6 separate regions of the Mus musculus genome follow, and all the other regions are linked to region 1. A link is a contact called in public Hi-C, HiChIP or PLAC-seq, Micro-C and promoter capture Hi-C data. All regions are on one chromosome and are shown on one strand. Each heading gives the region's core, a stretch centred on a gene start, on an enhancer-like site or on the middle of the called end of the contact. The rest is flanking DNA. Distances are from core to core; before and after follow the strand shown.

Evidence for each region. Promoter capture Hi-C pulls out the DNA fragments that hold promoters and counts their contacts. A called contact is a pair of places that touch in the nucleus more often than the background predicts. HiChIP or PLAC-seq counts read pairs in DNA pulled down with a chosen protein or histone mark. Capture Hi-C pulls out chosen DNA fragments and counts their contacts.
Region 2: a promoter capture Hi-C map of adipose tissue shows a contact between it and region 1. The contact joins the promoter of Cdan1 here to the promoter of Ccndbp1 in region 1. A contact is called at or near these places in 10 of 39 promoter capture datasets (the 3T3-L1 cell line, the C10 cell line, embryonic stem cells and 6 more), 1 of 484 Hi-C or Micro-C datasets (embryonic stem cells), 5 of 115 datasets of contacts at active chromatin or transcription factors (the NIH/3T3 cell line, the SCID.adh cell line, embryonic stem cells and 1 more) and 3 of 9 other capture datasets (adipose tissue, liver and pancreatic islet).
Region 3: a contact with region 1 is called in a Micro-C map of embryonic stem cells, with 6 times the contacts expected there. The contact joins the promoter of Haus2 here to the promoter of Ccndbp1 in region 1. A contact is called at or near these places in 1 of 484 Hi-C or Micro-C datasets (embryonic stem cells), 1 of 115 datasets of contacts at active chromatin or transcription factors (memory CD8 T cells) and 1 of 9 other capture datasets (liver).
Region 4: a contact with region 1 is called in an H3K27ac HiChIP or PLAC-seq map of embryonic stem cells, with 2.1 times the contacts expected there. The contact joins the enhancer-like site here to the promoter of Ccndbp1 in region 1. A contact is called at or near these places in 6 of 39 promoter capture datasets (the C10 cell line, cranial neural crest, hippocampal neurons and 2 more), 2 of 484 Hi-C or Micro-C datasets (cortical neurons and liver) and 1 of 115 datasets of contacts at active chromatin or transcription factors (embryonic stem cells).
Region 5: a Hi-C map of embryonic stem cells shows a contact between it and region 1, with 4 times the contacts expected there. The contact joins the promoter of Stard9 here to the promoter of Ccndbp1 in region 1. A contact is called at or near these places in 5 of 39 promoter capture datasets (cranial neural crest, embryonic stem cells, fetal liver and 2 more), 3 of 484 Hi-C or Micro-C datasets (all in embryonic stem cells), 1 of 115 datasets of contacts at active chromatin or transcription factors (embryonic stem cells) and 1 of 9 other capture datasets (liver).
Region 6: a promoter capture Hi-C map of embryonic stem cells shows a contact between it and region 1, with 2.7 times the contacts expected there. The contact joins the promoter of Ckmt1 here to the promoter of Ccndbp1 in region 1. A contact is called at or near these places in 7 of 39 promoter capture datasets (the 3T3-L1 cell line, the C10 cell line, the HPC-7 cell line and 3 more), 1 of 484 Hi-C or Micro-C datasets (embryonic stem cells) and 3 of 9 other capture datasets (adipose tissue, liver and pancreatic islet).

The regions. Positions count from the first base shown.
Region 1 is chr2:121,007,025-121,009,724 of GRCm38.p6, reverse strand. Ccndbp1 (cyclin D-type binding-protein 1) reads right to left here and starts at 1,317. Exons shown (of 11, transcript NM_010761.2): 1 at 1,116-1,317; 2 at 948-1,007; 3 at 603-682. The coding sequence starts at 1,215. It overlaps Tmem62 (transmembrane protein 62), which reads right to left. Exons shown (of 14, transcript NM_175285.3): 14 at 1,882-2,700. The coding sequence ends at 2,580.
Region 2 is chr2:120,730,111-120,732,810 of GRCm38.p6, reverse strand. It overlaps Cdan1 (congenital dyserythropoietic anemia, type I (human)), which reads left to right and starts at 1,294. Exons shown (of 28, transcript NM_026891.2): 1 at 1,294-1,399; 2 at 1,619-2,109; 3 at 2,306-2,512. The coding sequence starts at 1,310.
Region 3 is chr2:120,607,994-120,610,693 of GRCm38.p6, reverse strand. Haus2 (HAUS augmin-like complex, subunit 2) reads right to left here and starts at 1,312. Exons shown (of 6, transcript NM_025475.3): 1 at 1,149-1,312. The coding sequence starts at 1,241. Lrrc57 (leucine rich repeat containing 57) reads left to right here and starts at 1,336. Exons shown (of 6, transcript NM_001159612.1): 1 at 1,336-1,579; 2 at 1,671-1,776; 3 at 1,883-2,021; 4 at 2,627-2,700. The coding sequence starts at 1,693.
Region 4 is chr2:120,512,940-120,515,639 of GRCm38.p6, reverse strand. It overlaps Zfp106 (zinc finger protein 106), which reads left to right. Exons shown (of 22, transcript NM_011743.3): 17 at 136-198; 18 at 1,378-1,497; 19 at 1,952-2,023. Among named protein-coding and RNA genes, the nearest start is that of 4931402G19Rik, 45 kb to the right of the region's middle. Within about 2 kb of position 1,334, at least 7 of the 459 cell types and tissues checked have an H3K27ac peak or open chromatin away from gene starts, as enhancers often do. A contact at or near this core is called in embryonic stem cells, where this site is marked.
Region 5 is chr2:120,627,786-120,630,485 of GRCm38.p6, reverse strand. It overlaps Stard9 (START domain containing 9), which reads right to left and starts at 1,365. Exons shown (of 33, transcript NM_001370940.1): 1 at 1,216-1,365. The coding sequence starts at 1,262.
Region 6 is chr2:121,357,237-121,359,936 of GRCm38.p6, reverse strand. It overlaps Ckmt1 (creatine kinase, mitochondrial 1, ubiquitous), which reads right to left and starts at 1,327. Exons shown (of 9, transcript NM_009897.3): 1 at 936-1,327; 2 at 160-358. The coding sequence starts at 1,087. Gm33947 (a long non-coding RNA gene) reads left to right here and starts at 1,118. Exons shown (of 2, transcript XR_374934.4): 1 at 1,118-1,755; 2 at 2,022-2,122.

The sequences.
Region 1 (2,700 bases), core at 68-2,567:
TTTATGAAAACTCGTCATGAGTCAGGTCTTATAATGTACTCACCACACAATAGAAAGAAATTAGGTAGACACCTGACAATTATAAAAAGCATTACAAAAAGAAGGACAGCCTTGGCTGTCCTGGAACTTGCTCTGTAGACCAGGCTGGTCTTGAACTCAAGAGAGCAGCCAGCCCCTGCCTCCTTAAAGTGCCGGGATTAAAGGTGTGTACCACCAGCAGCAACAGCAACATCTTAACACTAAAGGGTTTTATATAACAGGTGCTGCTTAGATACTGCAAAGACATTTAACTCCTCCTCTGCTATTTATTGACCTGAGCCTCTAAACCTGCTTACTCATTGGTCAGATGGGGAATATGTATGTGAAACAGCTATAAATCAACAAGGAAAGTTGAAAGTTAAGAGGAACTAACCTGGCTGAGTTTCAGCCTAAATTTAGAAGACCTTTCTAACCCTATGCACCTGGCTATTTACAACAATCCCATGTGGTAAGAACTGTAACCTCGCTTGCTAAGTGGGGGAAATAAGTGTGGCTTGAATGTGAAGGGTAAGAAAACGGGAGGATTCTTAAGGAGAAAATAACCCTCCGGAAGCAAAGCTCACCTGTGGAGATGGCCATGGAAGTTTAGAGAAGTGCGTTGTCAGAACAGTGGCTTCCCCGTTCACTTTCACTGCTGCCTCATCTGGGGGTGTCAGAGGCGGCAGGGGGCCAAAGTTAGTGTTAAAAGGTTAAAGTTACTACTTGGACTTTTTAGATAACGCGTCCCTTTTCCACCCTAATCAACATCTCCAAAACAACTCCAGAAATCGTTTTATATTTCTGCTTCAAGTGCGGAGAATGGGTGGGAGAAGGGATGAGGACCAGAGACATTGTCATCTCAGGGGACAGCAGAGGGAAGGTTAGGATGCAGGGAGATGAGGGAAGAGCCCGCAACGGCAGACACTCACTGAGTCTTCTCCAAAACATTTCTCGATTAAATTCCTCCGCTGTCTCCTGGGCTTCGCCGACTTGAGGAAGGCCGGATCACCCCGAAAGCAAAAGACAGGTGAGAGGAGCCCTGACCTGATGCCCTACATCCCTACCCGGAGCCCGGGATGCAGATTCCCATAACTCACCCCGTACTCGAGGCAGAAGTGACCGTAGCTCCTCTGCTAAGTGCCGGAGCTGCTCCAGAGGCGGAGCAAGGAAGGGGACTGCGGCTGTCGAGCTCGCCATCGCAGGCTCTCTCTGGGAACCAGCTAAGACGCTTAAGCCATTTGGCCCCGCCGCAGTACTTCCGGTGCTGAAAAACTCATCTCGTTTCCGGCAACACACAGCGCGTCCCGCCCCTTCCTTCTCAGTGTAGCGACCCCGCCTTCCCAGACAGCCCGGCCATCCGTCCACGCCTCCCCCCACCCCCAGAGACCCGCCCACTCAGGAACAAGACCACGCCTCCCCACTGGAAACCTGCCCACTCCCCGCTGGCCCGGCCTGGAGACCCAGCCACGCCTCCTTCACCTGCCCTCCCCGCAGATCTAGAGACTTTTTCCAGTCCCTGGCTACACCCCACTACCCCTCCCTCCATGACACTAGGCCACTCAAAAGACCCAGCCAGGCATCTTTTGACCTACTAGAGACCTGGCCACTCTTCTATGTAACTGAGCTTTTCCCCTGTAAATATGTCCGTGGCAGTGCCTGCAGAGGCCAGAGAGGGAATCAGATCCCCAGGACCCGGAGTTACACTGTGTGAGTGAAGGGAATCGAACCTGTGACCTTTGGAAGAGCAGCCAGCACTCTTAACTGCTGACTCCAGCTCCCTGGTGACTCTTTCTCCAAGCCCCCAAACCAGGCCCACTTTCTGGCTCCCATATGTTTATCAACATTGCAGATCCGTTTGTGATATTTCTTTGTTAATACTTATCTTTTATTATTTTTTAATCACATGTAAGTCTGTGCACATATGAATGTAGGTGCCCACAGTGGCTCTGGCCTGGAGCTAGAGTTACAGGCAGTTGTGAGCATCTGACATGGTTGCTAGGGATTGAACTCGGGTCTTCTGGAGGTAAAGTACATGCTCTTAACCACTGATCTCTCCAACCCATTGTTTATGGCTACCATTCATTCATTTATTTGATTAGTTGAAAACAACCTTGGCTAAGGAAGCAGAAAGCCCATGATCGGTGGGGAAACAGGCTGGGAAGTCAAGTCTCAGGAGCAGTAAAGGTCCAGGACAAGTTTCCACAGGCTCCCTAGGCAGAAAATGACATCCTGAACTCCAAGTTCGGGCTGGATGCTTTTCACAGGATGACCCTAATAAACACAGTAGTACCAAGGGACACAGTGACACAGAGACCCCACTGTGGCAATCTTCTTGATTAGGGCTCTTTGCCTCCTGAGGAAGAATCAATTGTTAGACTTTTCTGCAGTCCACACAGCAAGAATCAGTAGTAAACATTTCCAACATTCAGATGTCCAAGGAGTGACTGCTTCCTGAAGCTCACCCACTGATACTGGCTTTCCCATCTGCCACAGGGCAGAGATCTGAGCCACAAATGTGGAGGCTGGACTTCTTCCAGGCTGCTAGCTGTAAGCCATGGACTTCAGGAGCTCAGATGACTTTTTAACTGCACCATGAATATTCCAAGTTCAGTGGAGTTCAATGTCCACACACGGTAAATGAGCACAGGTGTCAGCAATGTCAACCAGGTCCTCAATGGAGAG
Region 2 (2,700 bases), core at 45-2,544, 280 kb after region 1:
GTGCTATTTGTGTGATGGTTTGGATTTCAAAAAGTGAAAACTATTTCCTAAACTACTAAAGTGTTACAGAAGTGACAGACAACCAAGAGAAGGCCATTTTGGCTAACTTAGACGCTAGGTGAACACCAGGGTTCAGGGGTCTGACGTGCGTGTTCAAGCTGACTTTGATATTCTTCTGTCTCTGCCTGCCAAGCACTGGGATTGCAAGCATCCACTAAATCCAGCACAGAATTAAGTTTTCAAAACTCCCTTTTCTTCTCCTTGGCAGTATGCTAGAGGGATTCCTGCTCCATCTACTGCCTATCACCAAGTGGTCTTCCTTTGAATGAGAGGAACACAGGGCCAATACACTGCTACTTTGTTTTGGAGGAAACTATAGATCCTATATCTTGATTTTTTTTTCTTTCCTTTTACTAAGGAGTATCATCCGAAAGCCTATTATATTTTTCAAAATAAGGGACCTGACAGGAAGTGTAGCCAGAGGGTTAACCAGCCAGTGTGTGTGGAGGAGGGTCGGGGGAGTGTGTCTAGGAATGCCATACTCTTCCAGAAGCTAATCATGAATCCTGACCTCTCAAGTAAAAGAAGTTGAGATATTCCCCTGCTGTAAACTCTTTAATACAATACGTAAGGGATTCAATACAAGTCTGATGGACATTTGATGATTTTATAACATGCCTCAGCATGAACTCTGTCCTCAATTGTCAGTTGATGAAAAAGTTGGCCAATGGTAAAGAGTCAGCCTTTTGAGTAAAAGAGGGGAAGGGGTGGGGAGCTAAGTAGGCCGGGCGCACCCCTTTAATCCCAGCACTCCGGAAGCAAAGGCAAGATAATCTATGAGGTCGAAGTCAGCCTGGTCTACAGAGTGGCCAGGCTATACAGAGAAATCATGTCTCAGAAAAAACAAAAAGGTCAAAACACAAGGTTACTCACTTTATTTTGGTTGAGGAGGGAGTGACTCAAAAAGCTCTACAGTCATGGTCTAAGGCTGTGCTTATGACAGGTGTCTGGTCTCATAGGCTGGTCTCTTAGAGTTGGTCACTTTTCCTGTCTGGTCCCTCTTTCAGACCCGGGTCTCCTCAGGCAGTTCATCTTATCACATTGCTCCAGGGGCCAGGAAATCAGAGAAAGGCGCCTCGCCGCCCTGCAGGCCTGGCTGGCTGGGCAGATCTTCCCGGGCCGCCAGAGCCCCACCCCTCAAGGACCCGCCCCGTCGTCCAACGGTCGATCCCGGTCGCCGGCTCCGCCCCTCCCGGCTGCCCGTGGCGCGAGTGCGCCTGCTCAGTAGCCTCAGAGCGCCTGCACAGGGATGGCGGCCGTTTTAGAGTCGCTGCTGCGCGAAGAGGTGCCGGTCGCAGCCGCCGTGCGGTGGATCGCGCGCAGCACCCCGAGTTCGGAGGTAACAGTGCGGACACGCCCTCAAGCCTGCCTGGAATGTGCTTCCCGCGGGGGATGATGCTTCAGTCCCTTCTCCCAGCCTGCCCTGCCTGACGGCCCGCGCCAAGGGCGCTCGCTCCTCTGCGCGCCGCTGCCGGGCCGCCCACCCTGCGGCCTCAGCCGCTGACGGCCCGCGCTGTCAGCTGACGCTCTCGCCCCGCGACCTCTGCTTCTTCCTCAGGATAGCTCCGAGGTGGCCGCTCTGAGCGCACTTCGGCCTCTGCGGAAGGAATTCGTGCCGTTCCTGCTGAACTTCCTGAGGGAGCAGAGCAGCCGGGTCCTCCCGCAGGGCCCCTCAACCCCCGCCAAGACCCCAGTCGCCTCGGCAGCCTTGCCAGCGAGGCAGGGGGCCCCGGCACGGGGTGGCCGTGGGGCGCGCAGCCAGCTTTTCCCTGCAGCCGAGCCCCTCAGCGCCGCCGCCGAGGCACCTCTGGCCCGCCGTGCGGGCCGCAGGCGGGGTCCGGGACCGGGGCCGTCCCGCGAACGAGGCGGTCGGGGCTCCGGGGCCGCGGAGGAGGGGGCGAGTGGCGAGAGCCCGCCTTGGGCCGGAGGCCGGAAGCCTAAGGGCTCAGGCAGCCCTGGCAGCCCCAGACTGTCGCTCTCTGATCCGCCAAACCTCAGCAACTTGGAGGAGTTCCCTCCCGTAGGCACCGTTCCTCCGGGCTCTGCAGGGTGAGAATCGGTCCTTATTGCAAGATGTTCGCTAAAGCCGAGCTTGGTGCCCCACAGTAGAGTGCGCGATGGTTAGAAGGTTGAGGGTGAAGAAACCACAATGGGGGAGGGTTTAAAAGGGGCCCAACTGTTATGGATGGAATGATGCTTGAAGATAGAAAATTGGAAAAAAACAAAAAACTGTGACTACTCTCAGCAGAACGAAGCCTTCTCGAAGGATCAACCCAACTCCGGTGAGCGAAGAGCGGTCACTGTCCAAGCCCAAGACCTGCTTCACCTCACCCCCAATCAGCTGTGTCCCCAGTTCCCAACCCTCAACCCTGGACACTAGCCCTTGGGGCCTTGGCCTTCCCCCAGGGTGCAGAAGTCTGCAAGAGGAGCGGGAGATGCTCAGGAAGGCGCGGTATGGCTTTGCCGCCACCTGGGATGTCAACTTCCTCCTTATGCGGGACTTGCAGGGATTTTTCCTGAACTTGATTTCTCCCTTCGGGATTCTGGGTTTGCTTCTTGGGCTGTTGATGTCTTCTCTGGCAGAACCTGAATGTGAATGTCGCTGGTAAAGCCAGGCTGATTAATCATGACATCTCCTCC
Region 3 (2,700 bases), core at 63-2,562, 400 kb after region 1:
TAGACTAGCTAGCCAGCAAGCCCCACCTGTATCTGGCCCCTAGCTCTAGGACACGCACCATCACATACTGCTTTTACTTGGGCGTTAGGGATCTAAATTCAGCCCTCCATATGGTTGACACGAGAGACTTGGGAGTCTTAGGAGCTGGAAGCAGGAAGATGGCTCAGTGTTCAAGGCTAGCCTAGGATAGAGTGAGGACACCTCTCCATTAAAAAAAAGGAAACACCTAAAAAGACTAAAAAATCTTCCAGTATCTCTCAGCAAGCTGGAAGAATTAGATCCCATTACCCTCTCCTCTTTGCCATATCATCTTATAAAGTGAGTTAACAGCCAGGCATGGCGGTACACACCTGTAATGCCAGGGATAGTGAGTTACAGACCATCTAGGGCTACACAGCAAGACTCGGTCTCTAAATAAATAGTGCTAAAATAATAAGGGTGAACTGTGATGGCATTACGCTGTGAAAGATTTTGGCCTTTTCTTGGAGGCCCAGCATTGCTTCATACATCACCTGGTTGCTATGAGAACAAAGTTAAGCCCCCAGCCCACAGGAACAAGGTCCGGATGCCCTTTGGCTGACATGTAATCTTACTGTTAATGTTTGAATGACCCAATCCCATACCTTTGTTAAAATTCCTCGCATCCCTATCCCTTTTTCTTTTACAAAAACCCCTAGCTCTGGAGACTCGGGGTCGACTCCCCTGCCTCCTGTGTGAGGTACGTGTCGGCCCAGAGCTCTGCCAATAAAGCCTCGTGTGTATTGCAACAAGAAGGATTCTTGTGTGTTCGTGGGTGCACCCTATCCCTGGACTAGAGTAGGAGTCCCCATATCGGGGGTCCTACAGAAGAACTGTATTAAAGGGTCGCAGCCTTAGGAACACTTGTTCTAGAGGTAGTGTCACTGGAAGAAAAAAAAAGTGGAGCGCTGTTCCATCTCCCACAAACCGTCCTGGGATAACCCGCAGGCACTCAAAACAGAGTGCTCAGTCACTCAGTGCACCAGCCACTCAGTCCCTCACACTCGAAGAACCCACGGGAGTATGGTCACAGTCCTCAGCTGGCTCACTCACGCCCGCATAACCAGGACCACCACCTCACAGCAGAATTCTGTCGCCACCTTGATGACGCCATCGCCGCCCCCACGTACCTTAGTGACTATGCCCGAAGCTACCAAGTGGTTTAGCAGTAACCCAGCTGCAGTCTGCGAGGACGCTGGGTCCCACGGGTTGGCGGCCGCCATGGCTTCCGCACACCTCTGGAACTGGCGCGAGGAGTGAGGGGCAACACCGCGAACAGGCGCGCGGTTTGATGATGTCACAGGGCGTTCCTGCCCGGGCGGAAGCCCTGGGAGCGCGTCTCAGGCGAGCGCGGGTCCCCGGTGTTCCCTGGCGGAGTCTTCTTTGCACTGAGCGGTAGGAGGCGAGTCTCAAGCTCCCTGTTCCGGCAGCAGCTATCGGAGGCTCCCTGGCCCTTAGCTCTGCTGCCAAAGCATCAGGACCTTGTGGTAGCGCTGCCTGCTCGCCTGTTTTCTCCTTGCCACTCTTGGGCTGGCCCCAGGGAAGTAGGGATAGGCAGAAGGTGACAATTGGGACAGGAGACCCAAACGGGAGATTTAGCGACGACTGTATGTCTAGACTAGGCGGTGACAGCTATGCTTCTTTTCCTGCAGGGAACTGAGCCGTGGCGCTAGGATGGGTAACAGTGCTCTCCGTGCTCATGTGGAAACAGCGCAGAAAACTGGTGTCTTTCAGCTTAAAGACCGTGGTCTGACCGAGGTGAGACCTGAGGGGACCGGACCAAGAAACTAAAAGGGCTAGGGTTGGCGGGGTGGCGAAGACTATTGGTGCAGGATTTTTCCAAACTGTGAGCTCCTTTCTCCAGTTCCCCTCAGAGTTGCAGAAGCTGACAAGCAATCTTAGGACCATCGATTTATCCAACAACAAGATTGACAGCCTACCGCCTCTGATAATAGGAAAGTTCACTCTGCTAAAGAGCCTCTCCCTCAACAACAACAAACTGAGTATGGAATTTGTGTCTGGGCAGCTTTTGCTAGTAATCAGCAGTTATGAAGGGTGTTTTTCCTGTTAGATGATTTTTGTTATGAAATCATTTTAGGGGATGCAGAATGTTAGAGTATTGAAGCTTTAATCTCTTGTAATTAAATATAAAAGCCTCTTTGGGTGGTATAATGATTATTACTAGGTTAATTTGGACCTGGAAGACCTTTGGGAATCGATATAAACAGTTATCTAATTTCGGGGCAGGGTGGAATGGGAGGATCTTTTAAACTCCCTCAGATCGTTTTTAGAATACAGCTAAGCAAAAGGAACCCCTTACACACATACACAATTTTCTGCATTTTGATGGCTTCTTAACCTCCCAAACAGTTTGTGAAACCTAAACATGACCTGTGAGAATTCTATGTAAGAAGCCAGACCTGGTGACTTAGACCTACAGTAGCCCCAGCTACTCAGAGGTTGAGGCAGAAAGATCTTAATTTCAAGGCTATCCTAGACAACTTAATGAGATCCTGTCTCAAAAACAAGATGAAGCAGGCTACCATACTGTCTTTTTATAAATGTCATTAATTCTATCGGATTTGTTTTTTAATTTCTTCTTCACCAGCTGTTCTACCTGATGAATTATGCAATCTGAAAAAACTAGAGACACTAAGTCTCAACAACAATCACCTGAGAGAG
Region 4 (2,700 bases), core at 85-2,584, 490 kb after region 1:
TTGTCTGGGAAACATTATCTCATGCAGTTTGCATTCATCTCAAAATAGGAAGGAAATTCACATTTACCAGTGTGCTTTTCAAGTTACAGAGGAGACAGAACTTCCGCAGAAGTGACTGCGCCATTTCTCTTTCAGGTAGTGAATGACCTTGTGTTCAGTGGCTCCAGCGACCAGTCGGTGCATGCTCACAACATCCATGTAAGCTGTGCGGCTGCAGTGGAAGGGTTTTACATGGGAGTCTAAAGCTTGGAGGCTTCCTCAGACCCTTGGTTCTTACATCTGACCCGCTCATTAGCTAGTAAAGCCCCGTGTGCATGTGTGTGCTCTTGGGTGATTTCAAACCTGGAAATCCTATCCTCATCGAAAAGAACTAATCAGAGAAAGACTCAGATTGTATGGAAGGTTTCATTTGAATGCCTGTTTTGAACTTGGGGCTCTTAGCGAGTATTTAAATTAGAACAGATTCAAACTATTGCGAGCCGACCCTCAGGTCTCAGAGGCAAGCAGCTGGTCTGTAGATGGCTTTGGGCCATCCTGACATGTTACTTGGGACCAGTGAAATGGTAATAGAGTGCAGCTTGGCTATTATTTCTTATTTCAGATTGTTTGTTTGTATATTGCATTTGCATATATAAAATAAATATGTTGGGTATAAATATAAAAGTTATTTGATATATACATAGCCTGAAGATAATTCTGTTTTTAATGTGTCTAAGTTTTGACTGTGACCTGGCACATGGTATGCTTTCACCTGCGATTGATGCCTCTGCTCTGAAGTTGTAGATTCTGGAGCATTTCTGATACTTGGATCAGGGATAGTCATACTTCAAAAAGAGAGGAGCAGGCGAATGCCTCAGCAGGTGAAGGTGCTTACCACAAAACCTGATGAGATATGTTCGGTCCCCTTAACCCATTTGGTAGAAGGAGAGAACTGACCTCCAGTTGTCCTCTGACCTCCAGAGTGTGTGCTGTGGCATGTGTGCCTATACAGATACACAAAGTCAGGAAATGTTTTCTGTTCTGTTTTATTTTGTTTTCCTGAGACAGGGTTTCTCTGTGTAGCCCTGGCTATCCTGGAAAAACTGTCTGTAGCTCAGGCTGTCCTGGAACTCAGATTCATCCACCTGCCTCTGCCTCCCCAGTGCTGGGATCAAAGGCGTGCCTCTCCGCCACCTGGTTTGTCCATAAATGTTAAAGTCTGAGGATATGTGTAATGTTTGTGCAGCTAATGGTGCCTTGAGAGTAAAACCGGGAGCTGTTAGCATTAGAAGAGCTGCATTGTTTACCTCAGAGTCTCCCCTTAGAACTTTGCAATCAATGATTGTGGCTGGAATCCTAAAGCTCAGCCTGTTGACTGCCTCCTCTTTTCTGATGCAGACTGGGGAGCTTGTGCGCATCTATAAAGGCCACAACCATGCAGTCACTGTGGTGAATATTCTGGGGAAAGTGATGGTGACTGCTTGCCTGGACAAGTTTGTTCGTGTCTATGAGTTACAGGTAGGATTAGGTCCACATACTTTGTATAACTTCTTTGAGGTGATTGTGCTGGTGTGAGATTGGGATCCACATTTACAGAAGCCTTCTACCATGATTAGGAAGCAGCCAGGCCAAGGACTGCACTCAGATACCACTCTGAGATACTTGATCACGCTCCTGGTTGTCAAAATTAATATTTTTGTATTGCCTTTCTTTCTCTTATGGGTGGTGGGTGACTAGGTGGACAGGAATTGAGACGGGTTGTGTAGCCCTGTGTAGCTAAGAATCTTTGGACTCCTGACCCACTGCCTTCTCTTTCCAAGTGCTGAGCTTAGTGTCATCTTTGACAAAACTTACAGGCTTTCTGGAGAGCATCTGTAGCCCCTTAAAACCTGTCCAGTCTTCCCTACAATGGTAGCTTTATCAAGTCCTCCGCTGACTAATTGATTCTCTAATTGTTTTTCTTCTGCTTAAGTCCCATGATCGACTGCAAGTTTATGGAGGGCACAAAGACATGATTATGTGTATGACCATCCATAAGAGTGTGGTGGGTATTGCTTGCTTTTCAAGTCTTTCTTTGCCTTTGTGTTTACTTAGAACTCCATATGCTGATAATAATGTGTCTACTAAGTAACATCTTCCCAACTTGATTGTGATGCGCCCCGTTACTGTTTACTGAGTGCTTTGCTTGTGTTAAGGAGTAACCCAACAATGTTGTTGAACATTCTATTTCCATTAATAGCTAAAATAAGTGCAGTAAAATCTGTTCCTACAGCTAAGTGGAAGATGCAATTAGATGCTTTAAAAAAAAACAAAAAACCAAAAACACTTGCTTTTGCAGACATGCTGTGAACAGGACACTGGAAACATAGTCAGAATATTTGGCCAGTGTGGCATAGTTAGAGGCAACTCACCTGACCCTACTTAACTTTCTTCTTTGTTTTTAGACAAGGTTTTACTGTGTAATGGTAGCCTTGTTAGGCCTAGAACTCATTGTGCAGACCAGGCTAGCTTCAAACTCAGAGAGATCAACCTGCCTCTCTCTCCTCAGTGCTGGGATTAAAGCCATCCCACCTGGCTCCCTGTTTAACTTAGGGTTTTAATTGTGAGGTCGAATGAGGATGGATGTTTTCAAGATCTTGAGTAGTGAAGCCCTTTCTTGGCAATGCAAACAGACTCCCAGTTTGTTAGCAGCACTGTCCCAGTGCAGAATACATGGGAACA
Region 5 (2,700 bases), core at 116-2,615, 380 kb after region 1:
GGACCTCCTCCTAGACAGCAGCTACTCCCAGGAGGCCCCCAGCCCTGAGTCACCACAGGCAGTGATATAAAGCCAGATGTTTAAAAAGTCATTTACCAATCAAAACACAGCAATTTGGGGTACACTCTTTTGTGTTCCTCCTATCTCACTGCTCTCATTCGGTCTAAACTTTTAAAAGCAGATGGCCTCTAAAAGGACAAACCTAACCCATACAGAACCATTTTCGTCATAGGAGACAATGCCCTTTTTGACCTCTGTTCCCATTTACCAAGGTATCTTGTGTACTGGACAGTTAAAAAAAACCTGCTAATTCCAATACATGTCATCTGGTCTAGACCCACACTCTGCCAGTTTTATCACCCATCACTCTTCCGCTTCAACCCAAGCAGGTGTCCAAGGCTTCCATCTACACCCTAAGAGCAGAGATTTGCTCTTTCTTCCTGTTCTTGGAGGACTCTGCACTTCTTCTCCTTACTTGTCAGAAAACTCAAAGATCATTCACAACAGCTCTTTGACACCAACTTTTGTGCAAAGCATTCTCTGACTTCCCAAGTGAGAGGAAAAGAGGATGAAGTGTGCAGCTTCACACTGGATGCCTCAAGGGCTGAGGGGTGCAGAATCAGGCTCCTACACAAGGAACTAGCTAGCATGGAGGACACCAAGAAGAGATGTCTGGAGAAACTTCCCCTATGTCACAGTTCAGTCTTTAAATCACACCAACTACTGAGCACAGGTTGAGAGTGTACTTTCTCTGGGCCTTTATTTTCCTTCCATATCCTGATAATTCTTTTTCCTATGTCCTCTTGGAGCAATCCCATGTGTATATACGGACACAACAGCCTCCAGTCCTCACTTGGGTACTCCCAGAACACCAAAAGTAGTGGAGTCTGCCCATCCTTTTGTACTTCCTCACGTCATGCTCCGTGAGAAAGGCCCTACTACGTGCACCAAGACCCAAGCCAGGGTCCCTAGAAACTAGTTGGCAGGTCACCAAGGACATGCACACAGGGCAGCGACTCCTGGAGCCACACAAGAACTGCTATCTCCTAGGACGCGAAGCCCTGTCCCTCCAGGCCTTCTGGACCCTGAGCCTCCATGACAATCTGTGTCTGATTTTTTTTTTTTCTCCACGCCAGTCCACCCTGAGGAAGGCAGGGACCTCGCACTCCTCTCAGCTCACTTGACCCCTCAGGCGCCCCCTCCTGACAGACTCACCGCTTGCTGAGAGGCCGGACCCTCACGGCCACCTGCACATTCGCCATCCCTCCGCCACAACCCAAGACCCACACAGCGGTCCGGCGGAAGCATCCCTGGCCGGCGTCCAGCGAACAGACCCAGCCACAGGCACTGCAAGAGCCACAGACTGCCCCGCCCGTCCCACGCGCCTCCCGACCGCAGCCCAAGCCTCGCCCTAGGGGGCGGGGCCCACTAGGTATCAACCAATCCTGAGACAGATGGGGGTGGGCCTCCTTGCCTTGCTCCACCCTCTCACTTCTCTGGACGCTCCCGCCCGAGTGCAAGGAAACGCCAGACAGGGGCGGGGCCTGCGGAGCCTTAGCCAATCCTGAGGCAGGTGGGCTGAGCAACCTGGTCTCGTTCTACCCCTCGCACCGCTGACTGTCCTACGCAAGCTGTAGTATCTCTTTTGTTCTAAAATCTGGTGACTGAATTTCTGGTTAATACTTGAAAGTTCATGAAGGAAATTAGTAATTTTATTTTTTACCCTATTGGTCTGCTATGTCAAAACTGCGGCTAAATTTTAAGGTCAAAAATAAAGTGGAGCCTATCGTAGAGGCTGAGGCAAGAATATTTTGAATTCAAGGTTAGCCTACATGGTGAGTTGAAGTCAGCCTGGAGTTCAGCGTGAAGTCCCGTCTCAAAACAACAACAATGAAATGAGAAAAACAAATGATTTTGTAATTCTAAGGTGCGTTTAAATGAAGAGGCTTGGGGCTGGTGAGATGGCTCAGTGAGTAAGAGCACCCGACTGCTCTTTCGAAGGTCTGGAGTTCAAATCCCAGCAACTACATGGTGGCTCACAACCATCCGTAACAAGATCTGACTCCTTCTTCTGGAGTGTCTGAAGACAGCTACAGTGTACTTACATATAATAAATAAATAAATCTTAAAAAAAAAAAAAAAAAAGGTGTGGGCTGTCATGCCCAGCCTAAAAAAAAAAAAAAAAAAAAATGAAGAGGCTTTTTTTTTCTTCTTTCTTTCTTTTTTTTTTTTCCTAACTTACTGACAAATTTCTCTCGGTTGCCCTGTAACTTCACTACCACCCTAAGCAGTATTTATAGTACATACAGAGCAAATGCTGTCTGATCAGAGCTGGTTTATTCAAATAAGAAATAGCTATTTATAGCTGTAAAGCCTGAAGCCCAGCTCTGAGACCTGGGGTGCTGATGAACACTTAACAATTCCAACACTGGGGAGTTCCAAGACCTCCACACAGGAAGCTCCCATGTCTCACAACAGCAAAAACAGAAACAAGGGTCCGTTTCTGATGGTGACAAATTTGTGTCCACTGAAGACTACTAAATCGTCAAACATCATGATTAGAGAGAGGTGGGGTAGGGTTAGCCATTGTATTATTAATATTAGGGTTAGAGTTTATATAAGCTGGAGAGTGGTTCTGCAAGCCTTTATTTAATCTTAGCAATTGGGAGGCAGAGGCGGGTGGATCTCTGTGAGTTCAAG
Region 6 (2,700 bases), core at 78-2,577, 350 kb before region 1:
GAGTTAAGAGGAAGAGGCGATTATAAAGAAGAAACACTTGAGTTGTAGATTGATATCACTGGATCAGAACGTTTGAGTATAGACAATCCAGAGTCTTGAGGGAACAGACATGAGGGATCTTTAGGAGGAAGGAACTGGGATTTCTGAGGGGCCCCCTACCTCATAGGTCTCCTCATCTCCAGCCACCATGCCCACAGTCTTGATGAAGGGGTGGCCAGGGTTGTCCACTCCAGTCTGGATGCACTGATCTAGTGTCCAACCAGTGGGTGTGGTCTTGTCGCAGAGCCGTGCATAGACTGCTGGGGTCAGGTGACTGGCCATGCAGTTGTTGTGCTTTCGGAGGTCTGGGTACTCAGCGCTGGGAAGGGGGTACCCAGTAACCATGGAGGGAGGGCACAGGAGCCTAGACCTACTGATGTCAGCTGGGAGCTGTCCAGTGAGCCATGTCTGGCTTTGCTTATTGGAAGGAGGGGGAATTAGAGGTAGGCTAAATCTTGATAATCTCTTCAGGGATTTCCAGGGTCTTTTCTTTCCTAATAGTTCTAACACCTCAATTCCCCCTTGTCTACAGAGTTGCTTTTCTCTAGTGAGCATAACATTAGAGATGGGGGAGGGGAGAGACTCAGGAGAATTCGGGAGAACAAGGAGAATAGGTCGAGATTAAAAAAAAAAAAAAAAGCTTCTAGTCATCCAAAAAGGATTTGGGCAGTGGGTGAACCTAGAATTTGCAAAGGTAAAGCTGGTGTGGAGGCAGTGACATCGGGTGACATGTCCTTAGACATGTTCTTCCATTACAGGGCTAGGATCTCCAAACTGTACAGGAAATCCATCTTCGAGGCCTATCTTTTGCTCAGGTTATCCTCTCTACCTGTTCGGTTCCCATCACCACCACTACCACCCCCAGCCCCCACCTCGTGCATCTCAGGCTCTAATACCTCGGGGGATACAGTCTCCTCCGTTCAGCAGCGGCAGCTCCTACAGATTCCGGGCGGAGCAGAATCCCGGCGGTGAGAGACCCAGCTCCAGCCAAAGCCAGGAGCCTGAGTCCAGGGCGGGCAGACAGCAGACGGGAGAAGGGACCAGCCATGGCTTGGGGATGCGGCTACAAAGATTCAGAGCAGGATCTGGCGCAAGTCAGGAACTAGGAGGGAAGATGCAACCGGGTAGAGAGAGGACGGAGCTGGGTCGGAGACTGGAGCCAAAATAGGGGTCACGATGAAGGCTGAAGCTGAAGTGGCAGCCGGTGCCTACCAGGCTGCAGGAGAAGCGCAGCGAAGCAAGGAGCCAGCCAGAGCAGAGGGAGGCCCCAGCCGCAGTCTCCAGGGGTGGGGCTCACTCAGGCTCCGCCTTCCCGCCTGCCACCGCGCTAGGTGTGCGGGGGTGGGGTTGGGTAGCACTAGCCAGGTAATTAAGAAGACCGGAGATTTACTCCCTGAGGCTGGAGACAGACGCCCACCAAGGATGAGGGTGGTCAGATTTCAGCACTAAGTAGAGGACAGCACCACAGGGATTCCCGAACCTGAAACCCCCCTTCTTTCATACCCTCTCTGTTTAAATCTGAAACCCAATCCGTCTATTTTCTGGGTTTTAGGGGTGGGGGTGGGGAGGTTGACATTGCCCAGCCTCTTTTCTGAATTCGATCTGCACGCCATCTCTCCATTTTCCCCAGGAGAGTCAGCCGCAGGAAAACCACAGAATAAACAGATAGAGGAGGAAGACTGAGCGAGCTCAGGGGAAAGACAGCACAGCCTCAAGGTCACCTTCCCCTAAGAACCAGGAAGAGCACCAGGGAACTCCCAGCTACACCTATGCTTTCCTAATAAGATTGAGAAAGGATCCCTTAAGAATCAGAAAGCTATTGGCTCTTATCCTGTCTATTCTGTCTCCCAAACTCACTGCCTCCAAGTCTTCAGCTTGGCTATTTCCTGCCTCTCATTGGGGACCTGCTTTTTTTTTCTTTTTTTCCTCTACTCTAACCCCTGCTTCACCTTTGATCTTTTATTTCTCTTCTTCTTTTCCAGGCTTAAATCTGTTTGCTGTTCGAAGGACTCTTCCTGAGTAGTGTCTGAAAGCCTACCTGTTGATTGCTCTGGGTGTGGGGCTGGGGTTGGGCAGGGAATGGTGAGTTTCTTCTTCCTTCTCTTCCTTCTTCTCTGCAGCTGGCAGTTCCTGGACTGGAGGGGGAATATAAAGAGAGGAGGAGGGTGTGGTGAGATGACTGGGTGTGGAATGGAACAGGCAGGCACAGGTCTCCCGAACCACTCGTGCTTCCTCTCTTGGCTTGCTAAGGCAGTTTAATCTGGAGTGTGAAGGCTGGTAGTATCCAAGGGCATAAGGTCATCAGGGAGTCTCTGTCTTCTTCCTGGTCCGCTCTCTCTTTTGCGAAGTGCATACTCAGACTCAAGAGGGTTTGTTTCCACAGCTACGTGCTGGGCTAGGAGCAACTTGACTTTTATTAGTGCAGGAAGGGGAATGAAAGCTGAAGCTGAGATAGAGACCTGAGGTTTGGGTGCGGAGGGCCAGCCAAAGCAAAGCAGACATATTGCCATTAATATGTCTACCTTCAGCTTCCTGATGTTCCAGAAGACAGTAAGATATTTGGAAGTTGTAAGAAAGTACTTGGGAAAAAGAATTACCCTTCATAATCCCCACTGGCCCAACTAATATACATTCCTTTATTTCCCTCAAGTCCCCACCCCA